Linked DNA regions of Oryctolagus cuniculus: region 1 is linked to region 2. A link is a contact called in public Micro-C data. All regions are on one chromosome and are shown on one strand. Each heading gives the region's core, a stretch centred on a gene start, on an enhancer-like site or on the middle of the called end of the contact. The rest is flanking DNA. Distances are from core to core; before and after follow the strand shown.

Region 1 (4,211 bases), core at 393-2,892, 200 kb before region 2:
AGATAGTGGTGCAAAAATGAGCACAGATACTACCTTCTTGTACCGTTATTTCTTGCTTACCAGTTTCTCTCTTTGTTGTTTTTAAAATTGTAAGTTTGAAAGGCAGAAAGAGAGAGATTGAGAGAGAGAGAGAAATCTTCATCTACTGGGTCACTTCGCAAATGGCCATAACAGCCAGAGCTGGACCAGGCTAAAGTGGAAGCCAGGAGCCTGGAGCTCCATTGGGTCTCCCACGTGGGTTGCAAGCGCCTGGGCACCTGGGCCATCTTTTGCTGCTTTCCCAGGCCCATTAGCAGGGAGCTGGATCGAAGTGATACAGCTGGGACTCTAATCGGCTTAATCCCCTGGGCTACAATGTTGTCCCTTTGCCTTTTTCTTGTAAAACTGGGAACTTCCTACATTACAGTATACTTTCTTTATCTCATTTAATTAAAGAGTAAAACCCCAAATGTCAGCAGCTACCAGGAATTAGCTAACATCCGTCAGTCTTCGTGTCCACGTTTGGACACTTCTCTGTAGTACAGTGAGCGAGTACCTTTGGGTCGTCGGATGTCCCGGACCCGCCGGGGCTGGGTGGCCGCGCCTTGGCAGGCCCTCCCTGCGGCCCCCGAGACGGGGCGCTCTGGCGGTGGCCGCCTCCCGGCCTCCGCCCGCCCGGCACCCCTGCGCCCGGTCGCCGGCCACCGGGAGGCAGTACCTGATGGACAGCGAGCTTCTCCGGTCCTGCGCCTGGTCGCCCACGCACAGCTCTTGCGCGCCCTCGACCGCCCAGTTCTGGCCCTTGGCGCGGCCCACAATGTTGGGGTAGACAAACTGGGGCTCGCGGCTCCCGGCCATACCCGCCTTGATCACCCCCGAGCCATTGTCGATCACCACGGGAAGGTGCTCATAGTTCATGCCGCCGCCGCCCCGGCCGCCAGGCCGCTCAGTCTGCGGGCTCGGGGGTCCCTCGGCCTGGAATGCCGCGTCACAGAGGCCCCTCACGGCCTGAGGCAGCCTGGGCCCGAGCGCAGGCCCTGGGTCGGGAGCGCCCAGTGCAGCCACCCCAGCCCCCGAGTGCGGGAATATCCTGATCAGGAAAATCCCACTTTCCTTCCCAGGAAACGAATCTCACTCTTCACGAGTGCACCTCCCGCACACCCCGCAGAGCCGCGAAAACAGTTTCATTTCCCTCAGCCATTGAATTCTGCTTCACAGGTGTCCGAACGTCCCGGGGCCTGTGGGAAGCCTGGAGAACCGAGAAGGAATGAGATTAGACAGTGTGCGGGGAAGCAGGGAACATCTTTCCTTTCATTCGTAACCGAAATGTACGCAAGTCAAATGGTAGACCTCTCACGTTGCATTAAATTCCCCGCTGTCATCCGAAAACTCATTCTCATTCCCTAGCCTTGAGTTTTAATCCCAAGGACGAGTCTCCCTCCCCCTTTGCAGACAAGTGAGATCCTTTTAGGTCGCGGGAAGCTCAGGAGAAGAAAGGAAAAAAAAAAAAAAATAAACCACACTGGTTGTCCCAAAGCCTCTGATTTTGCACACCCTTTGGCGGGTTTTCAAACAGGCGCGCAAACTGGAACCTCTTCGGAAGCGCGAGGAGGAAATGCCCGAGTCATTCAGGCGTCCCTCGGTGAAGGGCCGAATCCGAGCGGCGGCGCTGGACGCTGCCCGCAGCTCGCCCTCGGGACTGGGCAGCGCCTCGCAGGGGAAGGACCCATAATGGAAACGCTTCGGTCTCGGGAAGAAAGAGTGCTCAAGGGAACGAAGTCAGCAGGTGCCTGGTGTCTACCGCAGCACACGGGGATTTCGTACGCAGATTCACACTTTGGAAACAGTTCGGTTGGACATGCGGTTGTTTTCACGTTTCGCGGTGTTTCTTTGCATCCTGTTAAAAATTACAACTGATTCTGCATGTTGAAACAGCCTACGTACATGTGCTGAAAGTATATCAAGGACTTCCTGAGCACTGTGGAGCAGGGTGGTTTCCGTAGTGTAGTGGTTATCACGTTCGCCTAACACGCGAAAGGTCCCCGGTTCGAAACCGGGCGGAAACAATAACGTTTTCTTTCCCCTTACCTTTTTTCCCTTTCTTGATTGCTGAGAATTTGAACTTTCAAATGTTTTCACGGAAATCTTGCCATATGGAAGAAGGACCCGGATTTTAAAAACATGAGTTCGACTCAGAGTCTATCGCTGAAAGAAGCGCGCAGAAGGGCAGCTCAAACAGTATGAAAACTGTGAGCCAGTCTCCTACTACATATTCTTTGTAGTATGCCACTAGATTTTCCACAGCTTTCCCTTCTAGATCACCTTTTCCCCTAAACGCCAGGAGACCATGTTTTATTCTCTATCCTAGCTGTCCTGCTTGATAGCTAGGTCCACAAGTATTTCTGAATTAAAATTGTCGGAAAGGATTCTGACGACAAAGGGAGCTCTCAAAATTATACTCGGAAAGATAAAAACAATAAGGGTGCAACTCCAGTTTTTCCTTATGAACACAACGGATGTGCATTTTATTTTAAAATGTTTCTTACCAGGAAGAGAGGAATTTATAGAAAGCAAGGGGGTGGGGGTTGTCTCAAAAGAGACAAATTGAATCCCATTTTTTTTTTCAATAGTCTCTTTCGGCCACGACAAAAGACTTTTAGCCAATCATCCCTTGGTTTTCTGATATTTACGATGTCCACAGATACGAGGGGAAAATCCACCTTTGCAAGACTTGTTTCTGATACTTCCGCATATTACCGGCCCAAGCGGTGCCTTTTTCCTCACTGTTACAAAATCTGAATAAGATGTAAATAATTGCATTAAAATTTCTCCAGTTCCAGACGCCGGCAAACCTTTTCCGGTGTAAAACCCACCTCCCTCTAATGTTGCGCATGCCCGTGTGCCCCTCTGCTTTGGGTTTCGCGCATCTCGGACTTCTGACACCAGGTAAGGGTATCCTGGAAACTCATCTCTCGTTGGCTGATGCAAACAAAACCCAGGGGATCCAAAGACCTTCCGGGTACGTAGAGGGGATAGGGGTGATCCGTCTCCGATCAGACGAGCCCCCCGGACCTTCAGCCCGAGTACACAAAGCAGCTGTTCCCACTGGGGGGGCCCGAGGAAAGGGGGTGACGATGGGAGACGGCGAGCGACTACAAGCCCCAGCATGCAGTGCGCAGCTTGGCTGTGGGAGCGCGGCCCGGGGCGCGGCGCTCCCCGGCTTCCGTCCAGGAGCCCGGCCGAGCGCGAGGTGCCGACTGTTGGCCGGCCAGAACGCTCAGAACCAGAAAGACGAGCTGTGAGATAACCCTCAGCTGTCGGGTCCATGACGCCTGCTGTTTCGAGGCAGCCCTGGCATGCCGGGGAGTGGGGTCGCGGGGCCAGCCCGCTGGCCCCGGCTGGCGTCGGCCCTCTACCGCCCCAGAACCTCCTGCGCCGTTGCCGGACGACACACCCGGATGTGACGCAGACGTGGAGGAAGAAGGGAGAGGCGGAGCGTGGCGCGGTGACGTCCTCCCAAGATGGCGGAGAGAGAGTGAGGAAACTGTGTTCCCGCTTGGGTTGCTAGCGGTGAGTTCCGACTTCACCCCCAAGCCCACCATTCCCGCCCACCCCAAATGCAGGGCCATTGTGGGGGCGGCTCCTTGTGGTTCGAGCACGGGCCGGGGCGAAGGTGGGAAGGCTTGGGCGAAGCAGCCCCGGTGGTGGCCTTGGCCACAACCTCTGCCGTGGGAACTCGCGGGAGTGGGAGCTGGGCGGAGGACAGGGCAGGGCAGCCGAAGCCACCAAGGCTGTCGCTTTGGTTGTCACTCTCCGATGACGCTCGATGAGGAGCGAGAGGGAGGGGAGGGGGTGTGGCCGCCTCGGAGCCAGTGACAGAGCCTTTGACAACCCGTGGCCCGGCGCATTCGCCCAGTGGCCGCCTCGCGTTTCGGAGACACCGCGGCCGGCGAACGGGTTTGGGCGATTTGAGAGCAGATTTTTGAAACTCATGCCATGTTCGTCCCCGTGCTGTCCCAGGGAATCATTTCTAAGTGACTTAACATGCTTGTCTATTGAGGGTTCAGCTAGTGAAAAAGTGAAAATTTGCAGCCCTTGTCAGCTTCTGAAATTGTTTCATTCATCGCCACTTATTGTGTGTCCAAAAGATTGCATTAGTGTCTCAGATGATATAGAGACGGAAAGGCGCTGATAGTGGCCTCATTCTTACCGTGTATGTTTGAGAAGGATTT
Region 2 (4,228 bases), core at 1,134-3,633:
TTGGAAGTAAACATTCCTGCAGTATTTTGGAATTAAACTGTAAGCAGGAATTAGAGTCTCCAGAATGGACAAAAAGAAATGAAGAAATTGAGTACAGAAGCATGGTGGCCAGGAGCCATATGAACTGAGTGGATGGAGAGAAATTGGAGAAATCAGAAGGAAGAGGCTGATAAAGGTTGGGTATCCCTTATCCAAAATGCTTGGGACTAGATGTGTTTTTGAATTTTGGGATGTTTTCATTTGCACAATGAAATAACCTGGGGATAAGATCCAGTCTAAACACAAAATTTGTTTCAACTTCATATACACCTTATACACATATCCTGAAGGTACTTTTTATGATATCTTTAACATGTCTGCATTTTAACTGGGATTCATTACATGAGGTCAAATGTGGGATTTTTTTACTTGTGAGTCCACACTAGTGCTGAAAAAGTTCTATATTTGGAGCATTTTGGATTAGGGAAGCTCAACTTGAAATTACAATAGTCCAGTGTACCTGCCCTGCAAAGCACAAGGCTGGGGAGGTAGGGAGGGCAGCAAGAAAAGGGGCTAAGGCCCTTCAGAAGTTTCTTTAACCCTCAACAACTGCTTAGAATTGATCTGGTTAAAACGAATAAGCATGATTATAAAAGCAGTGGACACTGCAGGGTATTTCATAAACAGAGATGGATATAGATATTGGAAGTCTCCTGCCAGGCAAAAACCAGGTCCTGCTCCACACCTCCCCCATAGATGAGTTCTCAGTGTTCGCAGTACTCAATTACCTACATTTTACCTTCACAAATTTTGCCTACCCAGGTGGTATCTGGCTTCCCTATTACTTCATTCTTAATTTAACTTGACTCTTTTATCACCATGACCGAAATATGGGCACCACTTCTCCGAAGTAGAATACTGCTGCATGCTGAAGCCTTTGATTAGAGGTTCATTCTCTGCTTGAAAAAGAAGATAAGTGGAGTTAAAAAAAAAAAAAAAAAGACATGCTGTATCATAAATGCCAAGGCAAAAGAGGAAGTTAAGTAATGAATGATCAATATTATCAAATGCTAGGATGCTAGCTGAAAAGCAGGTATTGGGCTTGACAAAAGAATTATGTCAGTGGTGGAAATAGAAACCAACATGTTTCGGTCTAAGAAGTGAATGGCTGTGGCTCTGCAGAAGATGGTAGTAGGGCAGTAGCCTGAGAGAAACAGCGCCATTGTCCATTAAGGATTTTCCTTTCCCAGCATAGTCCTAACCTAACCTTTTTCATGTGGTAAGTGCTCAATGTCTGTTACATACAATGTTAATGTTTATAGACCAGCTGTCCTATGAAAATTGTTCAGTGTTCTCCAAATAAAAATAGCATAAAACAAATTCATCATTTTTTCAGATAGGGAGGGACTGAAGAAAAATATTTAATATTCTATATTCTGTTTTGGATTACTTGGTAAGAATCATTTCTTCTTCCTCACCCACTCTCTGACTACACACATAACCAAATTATAGATCATAGAGAGGAATGTAACTGAATCCCATTAGACCAGAATTGCATAGTCCAAAAAAGAACCTGAGCTAGTTTACTTTATTAAAAGATTTGGCATCAAGATGCTTCAATGTGTCTTAATTACACATTTAGCTGCTATTCGGTTAGATACATAATATGTGAAATTTGAAAAAAATTTAAGTGGTATAATGTGTTTACAACTTAATATTAAGTGAAAAATATAAGGCTACTATATTGCATAGTTCTCAATTTAAGGAACAGGAAAATATATAAATATAAACATACACACAAAGTAGGAATAAATACCCGAATACAATAAAATGTAAATCTCTGGCCTCTAGATTTAGGATTTTCTTCTGTATTTCCCTAAAGTTTTACAAATTTTTTACAGAACCTCCATAAAGTCGTGGGAATTTCTAAGCACTAAGGACCCTTTCTTGGGTCTAGATAGCCCTAAAATGACAATAGTTACAGCACTAGTAATTCCCCAGGCTTCTTTATCCCCAGCGTCTTAGAATCCGTCCTATTCATCTTGCTCTACTTCCTTAGGTTCCCTCTGACTCCTCAATTCTGTAGGTGAATTTGGAGAAGCAAAGTGGGAAATGGAATGGAGAATCCAAGAATCTGTTTGAAATGAGTGGCTCTGGGCCCCGCCATCTAGCAACCGTGGAGCCCCTAGATTTGTCCATCTATCGCTCTGTCCCTCAGCTGTCTTGGTTTTCCTGGAAAATGGGATTTCCTGACACTTCAATGGAGCGGGCCAGGGCTTGCAGGGACCACGGCAGGGCTGGCATGCCCCAGACCAGACCTCTGCAGGGCTCAGTCAACACCCCGGGAAAGGCCCCACCCCAAAGCACCGACTCGGACTCCGAGCGGGTGGGGCCCAGGAATCTGTATTTCAGCAGCCTCCCAGGTGATGCATAAGCTCAGTTTTGAGAACCAAGGACTCTTCCCAGCCTGCCACGGCCGCTGATTCACTTCGCGTCCCCAGTCCCAGCGGTTCTGCAGCTCCCGCAACAGCAGCAGCCGCCGAGGGGAGAGGGAAGAAAAGGCGCCGCCGACCCCTGCCCGCAGGGCAGCCGGTCTTCCCCGGCCCGGCGCCGGCCCGCGGGTTACATAACGGGCCGCGAGGCGCGCTCTCGCGAGGTTTCCACCGCCCCCCTCCTCGCTCCACGTCAGAGGGAACCGGGCGGAGCGGCCAACATGGCGGAACGCAGGCGACACAAGAAGCGGATCCAGGTAGCAAAGCCGAGCCTTGGGGTAGGGGGCTTCAACGCTCTCGAAAGTCGAAGGAGCGGGGAAAGCCCCCTGAAAGGGCGAGCGGAAGCGAGGGCGCGGCGGGGCGGGATTGCGCCGGGAGGCCGCCGGCTGCAGGCTGCGTCGTTGTGAGGGGCCTGAAGGGGGAGGGGGCGGCGTTGGCGACCGCGGAGACGGAGACGGAGACCGAGGTGGTGGTGGAGCCGCTGGGGAAGGAAGGAGGCGCCGCGCTCGGAATCTGCTCGCCGAGGCGCGGCTGCCGGCGGAGTTGCTGTGGCGGCGCGGGCCGGGGCCTGCACTGGGAGGTCGGCTTCCTCCCGAGCGCAGACACGGATCCTCCCCGGGGCTCCGCGCCTCCCTTCGCCCCTGTCTCCCCTTAGCTAGCCCGAAATGAAGGCCAGGATAGTAGGGGTAGAAGGAGGCGGAGGACTGACCTAAAGCGGCCAGTTCTTTGTGCGCAGGAGTCTTAGGAGGAGCGATGATCGGGACTCGGTCCGCTGCCCCGGGGGCCTGGAGGCGATCTCCTGATCCAGATGTTCCGATGCGGTTGCCCTCCTTTCTCCTCGACGTTATTAACCTAATCGTCCACTTGAAGCTTGCTGGCTTTCCTCCCGGCGACACAGTGTAAACAAACACAACCCCTTTGGTGCTGCAACGTAGCTGGTGGCGCCCGGAAGCGTTTCCTAGGCCAGTGTGTCATCCTCGAAACCTACATAACCTCCCTCCCGCATTCCACCTGCGTGCCGTTTGTGCGTTTCTCCCCGGCAGTCCCCCCTCCCCACGTCCCCGCCCGGTTCTTGTTTTTTAGCCAAGAGGATTAAGTTTGTCAAACATCTTAGATTCAGGCCGTTTGTTTATTAGTCGTCTCGTCAGCTCTTATGCCGGGAAACCTTCCTACATCATAAATTGATAGCTTGTAGTGAATTTCTTAACATGTTCATCACAAATTGTTACTGTTGTCTTCGTGTTCCTTACTATTTCATTGTTCATAATGACTTTTCTGTCTTCTGTTTTATCCGTCTTTTTTTTTTTTTTTTTAAGGTTTATCCGCTTATTGGCCTGCCTACAGGTGTTTTGAGCTATGCAAATTAAAATTCCCCTGAAACCTTTTAAGTGCTATGAGAAAGATAATCAATGATCAGGAAATTTGGAGTTTGGCAGAATTAAGAAAGTATTTGTGAAGGGGGAACAGAAGGGAATTAGAAAGAAGCAAGTTTCAAATTTCAGACCATTGATAAAACCAGTGTTTAAGGTCAGTAGAAGTGTCTGATTATACTGTCACTACTCCTTCAAGATATACCTGGTCTGACATGGATAGAAAGGATTTTATTACAATGTATGTTGAAATTTTTGCCTATTTGTACTTACTCCTTAGTTTTAATTTGGCAGTGCAATCTGATGACTTGTTGTACACACTTTGACAATTTCAACTGCCCTTTAGTGTTCTGAATGTTCATGTTTGTGAGTAGCTGCTTCTACATC

Evidence for each region. Hi-C and Micro-C count contacts between places; a contact is called where the count stands out from the background.
Region 1: a Micro-C map of ear pinna shows a contact between it and region 2, with 6 times the contacts expected there. The contact joins the promoter of ACTRT3 here to the promoter of SEC62 in region 2. A contact is called at or near these places in 3 of 6 Hi-C or Micro-C datasets (ear pinna, psoas muscle and an unstated tissue).

What each region holds. Positions count from the first base shown.
Region 1 is chr4:110,533,470-110,537,680 of mOryCun1.1, reverse strand. It overlaps ACTRT3 (actin related protein T3), which reads right to left and starts at 1,642. Exons shown (of 3, transcript XM_070072540.1): 1 at 1,534-1,642; 2 at 698-1,228. The coding sequence starts at 897. It overlaps MYNN (myoneurin), which reads left to right and starts at 2,817. Exons shown (of 7, transcript XM_002716387.5): 1 at 2,817-3,549. TRNAV-AAC (transfer RNA valine (anticodon AAC)) reads left to right here and starts at 1,973; the gene lies at 1,973-2,045.
Region 2 is chr4:110,331,303-110,335,530 of mOryCun1.1, reverse strand. It overlaps SEC62 (SEC62 homolog, preprotein translocation factor), which reads left to right and starts at 2,383. Exons shown (of 8, transcript XM_008266466.4): 1 at 2,383-2,728. The coding sequence starts at 2,693.